Regions from separate parts of the Gossypium raimondii genome. Here region 2 is linked to region 1. The links are chromatin contacts, called in public Hi-C maps. All regions are on one chromosome and are shown on one strand. Each heading gives the region's core, a stretch centred on a gene start, on an enhancer-like site or on the middle of the called end of the contact. The rest is flanking DNA. Distances are from core to core; before and after follow the strand shown.

Region 1 (5,843 bases), core at 2,891-5,390:
ATTACCTTTTGAATCTGACGGACCGTTGTAAATCAGACTACTGGAGTTTGTCTGAAGCAAAAAAGAGGAGCGGTTGGTTGTGAAATTGTCTTATTTTTCATAGGAACTAAGGTTGAACAGTGGTTCTTAAAGTCATGAGTTGACAACCCTTTTATCCTTGGTAGGCAGGGCCAGGTGAGATTTGCATAACCAAACTTGTTCTTCAAAGGATGTGAAGATAATAATAGGTTAGATAAGAAGCAAAAAAATAAAATGTATTATAGGTGGCAGTGGCAGTGGTGAGTTGGATGGATATGACATGTTCGCTTGTCTTGTCTTTGTCTTTCTGTTGGTTGGATGATGTAGGCATAAATCACGATGACAATGTGGGAAGAATAACAATATAAATGAATGAATGAATAATTGAGATTTGGGACCTTTTTGTCTTGGGTTTGAATTTAAATGACTCTGTAAGGCCGGCGTTCCTTGCTATCGGCAGCAGGGGCAGTTAAATACTAGGGAGAAGGCAACCAAATAATTCAACTCTTTGGTTTTACTGTTTGTTCATAATAATAATAATTTAATTTAATTTCTCCAACTCATTCATCAGGAGGCGGCCGAAGCTAATAGTTACATTACATAATATTCTTAACCTAATTTGTTGGACTTGGGCGATTCAAATGCAAATTAGTCAAATATTAATGTTGGAGATCATAATTCATGAAAGAATGACACGTGGTTGAATTTTGTTACGAGAAACGGAGATCCCAAAGTCAGAAGATTTTTCGCTTTCAAGTCATGAATGATAGGTGAGTCAAAAGGGGGAGGAGCTGTTGCCGCTTCTTCATTCTTGTAATTATATAATTGAAGTTGACTTTTTTGAATTTGTTAACCAAAAAAGAAAAAAGAAAATAAATTAGTGCCGTGATTATCTTAATTTCAGGATTATTCTTTCTTTATCAGGAAACTTGTTCAGGTTTGAATCCGCTTTGGTGTTGACAAGTTGCTAAGTTGACAAGATAATCTATTATTGTGAATGGAAGAAATGTAGAGTTGCACCTGCATGCAGCAGATAAAGCAAAACCCAGTAATCATTTTCTCCTTCTCTACTAACAACTAGCTTGAATTTATCAGTTTGAGTGGATCATCACTAGTCCATGCAATGCATGCACGTAGAAGCACTTAAAAGTTCTTGTTTCCATTCATTTTCATTTTTTCTTTAAATTATAGCTGCTTCAAATAAACAACTAGCTTGGTTGGCAACGAGTAAAAAGAAAGGGAAGAGCTGAAAATTAGGTTATATATTTCATAGCTAGAGCAAATTAAGAGTTGATATAATATATAGGTATTGTGAACGATAGCTAGCTAGTTAGCTGTCTCGTTGAACCCAAACATTAACAGTGATTGAAGGCATAAACTATGAAACCAATTAATGAATAGATGATTGGAAAGAGATAAGATAAACGTAGGGCAGGCCATTTGAAGAAGTTTCATTGATTAGTGAGAATTTATGTGCTCACTTTAAAGTTTGAAGCATTCTTAATCTCAATCAAATTCATTGCTGGAAATATTCTGTCAATAAGTAATCAAAGTCGACCAAATCAACACGATGTATAAAATTTTCAATAATTCATATAAATATGAATTTTTTTTTTTTTGCCTTGCGGACTTCATTTAAATTAAGAAAGCTTACAAAAGACACTCCCTTTCCATTTTTTGTTATTCTTTGCTATGAGTTGGAGAAAGAAAGAATAAACAGGAAACTGTTTGCAGATTTTGCTTTTCTTTTCTGTACAGTTTGGGGTCTTGGTTTTTTTTTTCTTTCCATTTTTGTTATTTATGATCTCAAGTTTCTTCATTTGTCCAAAAAGCTCTTTGTTGGAACTGTCTTTGCCTTTGCATTCTTTGCTTCATACTCTAAAATTAAGAAATTGAGTGCATGCCTATGATTTTCTGATTAATCTGATGGGCAAACCATTCTGGGGAAGAGCAAAAGGACCATACTGAATTCCACTGTTTGTACCCACCATAGACCACCTGCAAAAAAATCCCATATTTATATGTCATGTTTTATTTTACATTTCTATTAATAGAAACAAGCAGAGCATAAAAATCCCACAAACTCAGAAAAAGAAAAAAAGGAAGAGATTGAAAGACTGTCGGTTACCTGTACTTTGTGGTCAGATGATGGAGAAGGACCATGATTTCCAGCTTGGCTAACTCATTCCCTGGACATGAATGTGTTCCATTGCCAAATGGCATAAATGTATTGGGTTTTGGAACAACCTGTTCAATCATTGAGCAAAAGTATGCTTTAGGTGATTGCTACTTTCTCTCTCTCTTTTTTTTTTAATTTAAAAAAAAAATTGAAAACAACAAAACTCTGCATAAGTCTACCTCAAATCTTGAAGGATCAAACTTTTCAGGATCTGGGAAGATTTCTGGGCTGTGATGAATGTTTCTAAAAAGTGGTAAAACTTTCCATCCTTTTGGTATAAGATACCCTGTTTAATATTTTTCACACCAAAAAGACAAGTTAGGCTATTTGAACCAAAAAGGCAAAGGTAGTAGCATTATACTCTTAACAGTTATATAGATTGAATTATCTGTATTGAAATGTGGACCAATCAAGATTTCAAATCAAATGAAATCTTTTATCACTAAAGAGTGACTTAGTATTTGTATATATATTGACAGAGGTTGTGGTGCAACTGACCTTCATATTCAACATCAGCCACTGCTTCTCTGAAGGTAAAAGATAAAATCGAAGCAACCCTAAGTGTCTCCTGAATCACTCTTGAAGTTATGGGCATCTTCTTGGTATCTGCCCAGCTCAGAGTTTGCTCCTCACCGCATTTCTCTTTACCTTTCATTATGGCCTCTTGTTCATCCTGTAAAACACCATAAGAAACAACCAAGTCACTCATTGTGTCTATGGTGGAGTTTTCTTAGACTAGTCCCATAGGACGAGCAATAAACTTACCGTGACAGCTTGAAGAACGCTGGGGTTTTCTCCAAGGTACTTAATTATCCAAGTGAGTACACTAGCGGTGGTGTCACGAGCAGCAAAGATTACACCAATGATGTTATCAGCGATTTGTTCATCGGTGAGGCCTTCTTTATCACCCATGAAAGAACCCAACAAGTCATTGTACTCCTGCTTCGTTTCCCTCCTGGTCGATATGATTTTGGCCAGGATCTGAGCTAGCTCTTTCCTTGCTTTCATCGATTTGTTGAAAAGTGTACCCGGAATGTTAATGGGCATCGAGTTATACCCTTTTTCTAATATGTAATAACACCTCTTCAGATCTTCTCTGTACTTCACTTCATCCTCTCCGAATATTGATAGCAGCGCAACATTGAATGTGTACTGCAAATATAAAAAATATATTTGATATCAACATATCATCAAACACAGGGTAAACAAAAACAGAGGAAACAACCCTGTTTTTTTCCCTCTCTGTTTTTTGGGCTTACCGTTTTCATTTCTTGGAAAGTGGTAATCAGCCTGCCTTCCAATGACTGGAGAGAATCTTTGGCAATGGATTCGATGTTAGAAACGAAGCTTTTGATGGCCTCAGGCACGAAGGCACGGAGCACAAGCTTCCTCAATTTGGCATGGTACTGTCCTTGGCTAAAGAAAATGGCTTGTTTGCCCAACATCCTCTCTTTACTGGCCGGAAACGTTGGCTTGAAGAGGTGAGACTTGGTGACAAGCACGAATTTCGCAGCTTCCGGGCTGGAAATCATCACACAGGGACACCCAAGTATATGGGTCTTGAATATGGAGCCGTACCTATATAAAAACAAACAAACACAAGCCACCGCCCATTGTAAGTATGCATTACATTACACTGCAAAGAACATGCCACAAAGAAAAATAACACACCTTTTCTGCTTGGAAGCAAAGAAGACATTTGGGTTTTGGGAGTAGAGCTGAAAGGTTTCACCGATGTACGGCCAACCCAGGGTGCCAGGCGGGAGGGGTAAGTCCCGGGATTTTTTGGATTTGAACAAATTAAGCAGAAAATTGAAGAGAAAAATAAATAAAATGGAAGCAAATAAGGGAATCATAAAATAGAATGCCATGTTTAATAAATTATAAATAGGGTGGAAATCTTGGCTTGGTAGCTGAATGGTGAAGAAGTTGTGTGAGGAAAATAAGTGAAGCAGCAGGTATATATATAAGGGGGTGGGGGGTGGGGGACTGGGGATTGGGCCGGGCTCGGTCGGGTCGGGTTAGAAAAATGAAAAGGAGATAGGAAGGGAAAAGGAAGGGGGTTTGAAATACAACTTGAATCCCCCACACGCGGAATCTCCTTCCAGCTCATTGCATGTTTTCTGGTTCTACTCATCTGTACTCTTTATCCGTGCTAATATATTTTCAGTGACTCAGTTCATTGTTACATATTCTATTTTTATTATTTATTAATATTAAAATTTCATCTTATTTAATTACGGATGTTAACATTATCAGTAAAGGTCAAAGCTTTAAACCTTGTGTTTTTAGTTTCACTTCCACTTCACTATGTGTAGTTATATGTGTGGGTTTTAATTCGATTTGATCGGTTAATTTCAATCTCAATTATTTCGATTATTAGTTTATTTGTGTTTTGTATTAATTTGATTTTATTTTATAATTATTCGAACATATATCTACTTTCATGTGTGGGTTTTAATCTCGTGGATCAATTTTAGTCTAGATTATTTTGATTCTTAGATTATTTATATTTGATGTTGATTTGATTATAATTTGTAATTACTTAAACTCATATTTGTGATTGTATTATAATCACAATGTTGTATAATTTTATCTATTTCTTTTTCATTTATTTTTATTAATGATTTTGAATGCTTTTGTATTATTATACAATAAATAATTTAATAAATTAATTAAATTTAACTCGGTTAATATTAAAATTGTTATCCATCAAAAAAAAACATGAATTCGTTTAAGCGAATTGTACTCCCGTTTAAAGATTGAAGTGGAGATGTGGATAGTCTGAAATGATTAAATTTAGTCGTAAAATAAAAAGAGCAAGCACGTGGCAAGACTGAAAGAAAAGAAAGCAGAAAGAGCGCGTGAGTGTTTTACCAGAATCAAGAAAAGGTTGGGTTTTAAGTCATGAAAGAAAACGTCCCTTAAGCAAGACAAAAGGAGAGTTTGAAGTTAGAAGGAGGAGTCACTTTAACTAGCTCAATCCGTACTCACTTTTTCTTCGAGCATCCAAATATTGAAGGGTAGAAACCCCATAATGTTTTACCATACCTCACTCTAAAAGTCTGCAATTTTTATAGGCTTCACCAAAATCTGTGCCATAAGTTTTAAATCTTAAACTAAATTAATTTGTCATTCAAAACCCCCATCTTCAAAAAGGAGAAAGTTCAAAGCATGCCTTTCTATTCTCAAAGCAAAAACCCCACTTTGAACAAGCTGCAATAAAAGCCGATACAATATATTTATCAACATATATATAATAAGCAGCCAAAAGAGTGAGAGTGTTTAATAAATGTTGGGTTGGATTTGGGTGGTGTTTTGGTGAGTCAAAACCTTTGTCAGGCCCCCAACCAAAAATAAAAGACTTACATTTAATATACAAGAAACGAAGTCACCGTGAACTGCGTCAATAAAAATGTGATTTCTCATTTATACTCAGAATCACCATAATTGAATAATAATTTTGGTCTTTAGGAATTAGTCCAAACCTCAATCTTGGGTGGGGGGCTCTCAATCATCAATTTATCATCTCTTATGCTCATCAACATTCTATTCTTAACTATTTTTAATATTTCATCTACATCATTAATTAGTATAGCCATGATAAGATTTTTTAATTATATGTGAATTTTAATGTTTAAAGTGT
Region 2 (5,795 bases), core at 2,663-5,162, 190 kb after region 1:
TGTTAAGAATCACATACCAAGATATAATCAAACAAATAGAATTCATTATATCATGTCATTCTATTTCCATTTCAATAGTTAACTGTTTTTCCTGGAGAACAATAGTAAATTAGCTTCGAGTACGTGAGATGGTAATGCTCACACAAGCTAACAAAAGGAAATTAACCAATACATGATGTTGCTCACACAAGCTTCAGAGAATCCGTAACATATGCAGGATCTCGAGCCATCAATATGGTATCCATCATTGATACATAGTACCTAATAAATATAAATTGGCACAGAGTGCTTGATACTGTAACTCAGGTACAAAGTACCTAATACTGTAATCACCGGCAACTAGTGTCTGATACGCCCTAATGACATGTCATTTGTATCCTAACTATTCACTAAGTTCACTCGGGCTTATCATGTTTTACCAAGATCATTACATACTCAAATTTTACCTTTCAAACCATAATCTTTCAATTTTATTATCATTCAATAGATCACAGAATCATTCAAATTCATATAACCAAACACATAATTAATTAAAACATTAATAAATGTAATACAAACTTACCAAAATACGATAGCTATCAACATTTGACAACGATTACTCAACGATTTTTCCTTTCCCGCGATTATCAACCAACTGATCCGTTTCTTAATTTAAATATAATAATTTTATTCAATTAATTAATTTAATAACACAAAACATTTAAATTCACATATTTGACCATTATTCGTCATTTTGCACATTTACCCTATACATTTATCTTTTATTCAATTTAATCCCTAAACCTGAAACTTCCAAATCTATCACATTTACACCAACTTCATGCTAGCCAAATGTTCCCTCATACCATTATAGCCCATATTTATTAATCATAAGAATTTCATGCTTAATTTAATATTTTATCAATTCATCTTTTAACTTAAACTAACCAAAATCACTTTACAAAATAGTCATATTTAACTATCAAGTTTAATAATCTAACAAAAAACTTCAGAAACATCACAAATTCATCCATGACATAATTCTAAATTTTAACAATTTTACGAATTAGTCTCAGGATTAGCTAGATTAAGCTACAATGATGTCAAAAATATAAAAATTATGAAAAAAAACGGGTTGAAAAACACTTACATGCACCCAATTAGAGCTTGGTCGAAATTTAAGAACTCAACAATGGTGTTTTTCTCCTCTTACAATCGGTGGTGATGAAAAAGTAAAGATGACAACATGTTTTGTTATCTTTTATTTTCAGTTTATTTATTAAATTAACATTTTAACTCAAATTTCACACAAAACCTATCACCTAACCGTCCACTATACTTCAATTTGGTAGATTTACCATTTCAAGCACTTAATTCATGGTTTTATAACTATATAATTTAACTTATAGTAATTATTTTTTACAACTTTTACGATTTAGTCCTTTTTACTTAATTAACTATCTAAACGTTAAAATTTTCTAACCAAAATTTAATGCGACATTGTAATAACTATATAAATATTAAATAAATAATAAAATACTGACTAATCGAAGTCATGGTCCCGAAACCACTGTTTTTGATACCACTAAAAATGGGTTGCTACAGCAACATTGCCAGGCTTAATGGTTGCAGCATTCTCATCCAAATATGGAAAAATATCCTCAAAAAATTTCACATGGTGGGACACAAAGAACTTCTTAGAATCCAGATCATATAAATATCAACCCTTTTATTCCAAAAGGGTACCCAACAAAAACACACTTTCGACTTCGACTAACAAACTTATCACCTTTAGAACGTTGATTATGAGCAAAACATAAGCACCAAAACACACGAAGATCATCAAACAAAGGAAGGCTACCAAACAACATTTCGTAGGGTGTTTTATTGTGAAGAAGAGGTGAAGGAGTTTGATTAATAAGATGAGATGTAGCCAACACACACTCTCCCCTAAAAGATATAAGTAGATTTCCCTGGAAATGTAAAGCATGAGCTACATTTAAAATATGTTGATGTTTCCTCTCCACTTTCACATTTTGTTGAAGAGCCTCAACTCAAGATGTTTGAAAAATAATGTCATTTGCAAGAAAATAATCCTGAACAATTAAATTTCGTCCTATTATCACTTCAAACACACTTTATTTATTGAGAAATTGGCGGTCAACCATAGCAATAAATAACATGAAAACTTTGAAAACCTCTTTTTTTTTATTTTCCAATAGATATACCCAAATAGCACGAGAAAAATCATCAACTAATGTCAAAAAACAATGAGATCCACAAGATGAAGGAGTGTCATAAAAACCCCATAAATCACAATGAACTAACTCAAAAATACGAGTGGCTTTTTGTTCACTAATTGGAAAGTTATTTCTAGCCTGCTTAGCACGATGACAAATTTAACATGTTTTATTTAGATTATCTCTAGAGTTACTAACATAAGGAAGTAATTTTACTACTTTCTCGCAAGGGTGACCCAATCTTCTATGCCAAAGTTCCAAAGAGGATGAAGCTTCAATTGAAACCACTTTGACCATCGAAACATGCCGGAAGTAGTAAAGTCCATCTCATCTCTCACCCGCTCCAATCAGCTCCCTCGAATGAAGGTGAATAGCATATATGTTAGTAGAAAATTGGACAAAACAGTTCATATCATCATTCAACTAGGAAACCAAATTAAATTACAGTTTAATTTAGGAATGTAAAGAACGTGTTTTAATTGAATTTTGTCCTCAATTTAACCATTCCTTCTTGGGTAGCCACCATTGTTTGGCCATCAGAGAGTCCTATGGAACATGCTACAACATCTCTCACATTCGTCAAACACATAAGATCACTCGTAACATGATTTGAACACCCCGTATCAATAATCCAATTATTCTTGGACTTACCATTCAACCGAGTGGAAGTTGATTGTTTATTACCAAACACCGCTAAAAGAGACTACTATTGTTCAACGGTAAAACCAGGAAGTGTCGCCCTCCTTGGTGGTGATGGAGGAGGAGAAGACTCGCCGCCAAGCATTTAGAATGATGAAAGAAAAAAAATTGTGTCAAAAACCTTGCTCAGATGCCACTTGAATTTTATTGATAGACCTTAAGGATATATATATCTATACAATAGTAGCTACGTAGGAATCAAATTGCTAAAAGATAATATCCTATAATATCCATTATGAATCAAATTGCTAAGAGATAATATCATATAATAATATCCTAACACTTTTAAATAATTTCTTTTTCACATGTGCGCAAAAAGATCAGTTTACTTATTTTTTTTACTCGAAGAAAAAATGCAATATAGAAATTATTATGGTATTTTTACTTAAATATGTATAGTTACATCTCTCATTTCTCACCTCCTCTTATTCAAATTTAGAATGAATTTTTTGGTGTTGTAAAATATTTAGAATGGTTTGTTTTATATGCTAAGATGAACTTTCCTTTAATTTTTCTAATCTACCAATTATATCACCTTTCCAACTTTTTATTCCCTTTACTTTTACAAATAAAATTTAATTTTACGTAGATTAATTAAAAATTTCTTGAAAATCCCTGAGTGTGAACCGAGGGGGTTTTCACTCTAGTGAAATATTTGTTATTTTGTAAGCAAAATGAAATTTTCATTGACTAAAACATGTATCAAATGAAGGGATTGTAAAATGTTTTCCAAGTAAAAACCAAGCCATAATCCCACAAAATTCGGACAAGATTCTGAAATGTTGTCCATCACCAAGCTCTGCTCTGCACCAGACACCCTGATCTTAAAACCACTTATCGCTTGCCATTTTGTGTATGACTCAATAGAAATCTATTCTCTTCTATGTTGTTGTAAATTTTATATAGTCCTTATGCCAGCTTGCCACATGGTAAATTCTAAAATAATAGTAATGACTGATTTGTGATATAAATAAAAGACAATGGGCTGGGAAAGTTGACCAAGCTATAACCTACAGCTCTTACATAACAAGTTGCTACAGCTATTGAATTTGATCTGAAAACTCCTAAATTAAACATGGAGTCCGGACTACTATAATCGAAACCCCCTTTCCTTTGTTTCGCATTTTCATCCTGAAAAAATTCAACGCCAAAAAGAGATCAAGTTGGAACCCACAGCAAAGATGGGGGGATGGAGAAACGCAGTTCAAGAGGCTGCTGCTTCTAAACCGCTGTTTCTGACGATATACACCACCATTATCGTGGGGATAGTGGCGACTTCTTTTTATGTGTTCTCCGCCATTTACTCTCCATCCGCTCCCACCAGCACCCAGTCTATCTCTACTTCTTGGCTTTCCTCCCCTCCTCTCTCCCAAAGTACGCTCCTTGTTCTTTTTTCTTTTGTTTTTTAATTTAAGCTTCTATGTATGTACAAATGGCTGATCATATGTTATTAGAACAACTGAGTAAACATTGTTTTCGTTATTGGATCCTAATCAAAATGGAATATTGCTAATGGGTTTTTGTTAGTTTGACTTTTTGTTTGTATGTTAGACCCTTTCTTCCCCTAGCTTCTTTTATGGAATTATGTTGCAATTTTGAAGACTTTCTTTGATACCTTTTATTATGATGTTCTGTTCAGTACATCAACTTCACTCTTTTAGCATTTGCTTTACCATTAGTCAATTACATGATTTTATTAACTGATGTCCTCAAATGGTAGATGGTGGTTCTAATTTCAGTAACAACATTTCTCAACCAACAGACAAAGCATCACAACCTGGTAGCAACCAGTTGAAAACTATATGGGAGGCTCCGCCTAGTAATTCGAAAATGCCACCTTTGGAGTCCTTTAAATTAACAAAAGAACTGGTTGGAGAAAGGGCGAAAGACAATGTCATTATTGTCACCTTTGGCAACTTTGCGTTTATGGATTTCATCTTGACTTGGGTTAAACACTTGACGGATCTTGATGTTTCTAATCTTCTTGTTGGTAAGTTGTTAAAATCTTCCTGCAGTTAACTGTGCTTAAAAGTGGACAATGAATTGGAATCGTTGTGATTTAGGTGCTATGGACACCAAACTGTTGGAGGCTTTGTATTGGAAAGGTGTTCCAGTATTTGATATGGGCAGCCATATGAGCACAATAGATGTTGGATGGGGCTCTCCTACATTTCATAAAATGGGGAGAGAGAAAGTATTACTTATAAATGCTATACTTCCTTTTGGTTATGAGCTATTGATGTGTGATACAGACATGGTGTGGCTCAAGGTACTCCCTTTCCTATCCAGATCAAGTTTTTCTTTGTTGTTTACATGACACTAAGCTATAGTTTGATTGTTTCACTTTTTCTTCCCTTAAATTGGATAAGTTTTATTTTATTACAATGCTATCATACTGTGGAAGAATATGGATTTCTCTGATTCTATAAGAAATAAAATTTCAGTGAGAAATACTAGTTTTTCCTGGCGGTTGCATTTGCTTTGTGTGTACTTTTATTGGCTTGTGTAATGCTTCTTACTCTGCTGTCATCATTTCTTTATATTTTAAATCATGATCCTTAATGGTCACTTCAGAAGATATACATTAAAGTCATACTTGATGTGGCTTGCCCCTTTCCACAGGATCCGCTTCCATATCTTGCTCAGTACCCTGATGCTGATATCTTAACTTCAAGCGACCAAGTTGTGCCAACAGTTGTTGATGACAGATTGGCTGATTGGAAACAAGGTAAAAAATGTTTCAAGTTGTGGCCCAGAGTAGTATTGTTACTGGAGACCTGCCCTCTTCTTTTCTAGGAGAAGAGAGTAGAAAGGTTGTCGGTTGATGTGGCGTTTTAATTTCGCATATCCTACGCTGCCTTTAGATTGCTTTCACCT

What was found. Hi-C and Micro-C count contacts between places; a contact is called where the count stands out from the background.
Region 2: a Hi-C map of leaf shows a contact between it and region 1, with 3 times the contacts expected there. The contact joins the promoter of LOC105791830 here to the promoter of LOC105791826 in region 1. A contact is called at or near these places in 2 of 2 Hi-C or Micro-C datasets (both in leaf).

Annotation. Positions count from the first base shown.
Region 1 is chr8:48,646,534-48,652,376 of ASM2569854v1, forward strand. It overlaps LOC105791826 (abscisic acid 8'-hydroxylase CYP707A2), which reads right to left and starts at 4,141. Exons shown (of 7, transcript XM_012620067.2): 1 at 3,869-4,141; 2 at 3,457-3,775; 3 at 2,963-3,349; 4 at 2,696-2,870; 5 at 2,377-2,483; 6 at 2,147-2,265; 7 at 1,594-2,016. The coding sequence starts at 4,068. The coding sequence ends at 1,923.
Region 2 is chr8:48,837,158-48,842,952 of ASM2569854v1, forward strand. It overlaps LOC105791830 (arabinosyltransferase XEG113), which reads left to right and starts at 3,913. Exons shown (of 13, transcript XM_012620074.2): 1 at 3,913-4,292; 2 at 4,681-4,908; 3 at 4,982-5,187; 4 at 5,541-5,646. The coding sequence starts at 4,100.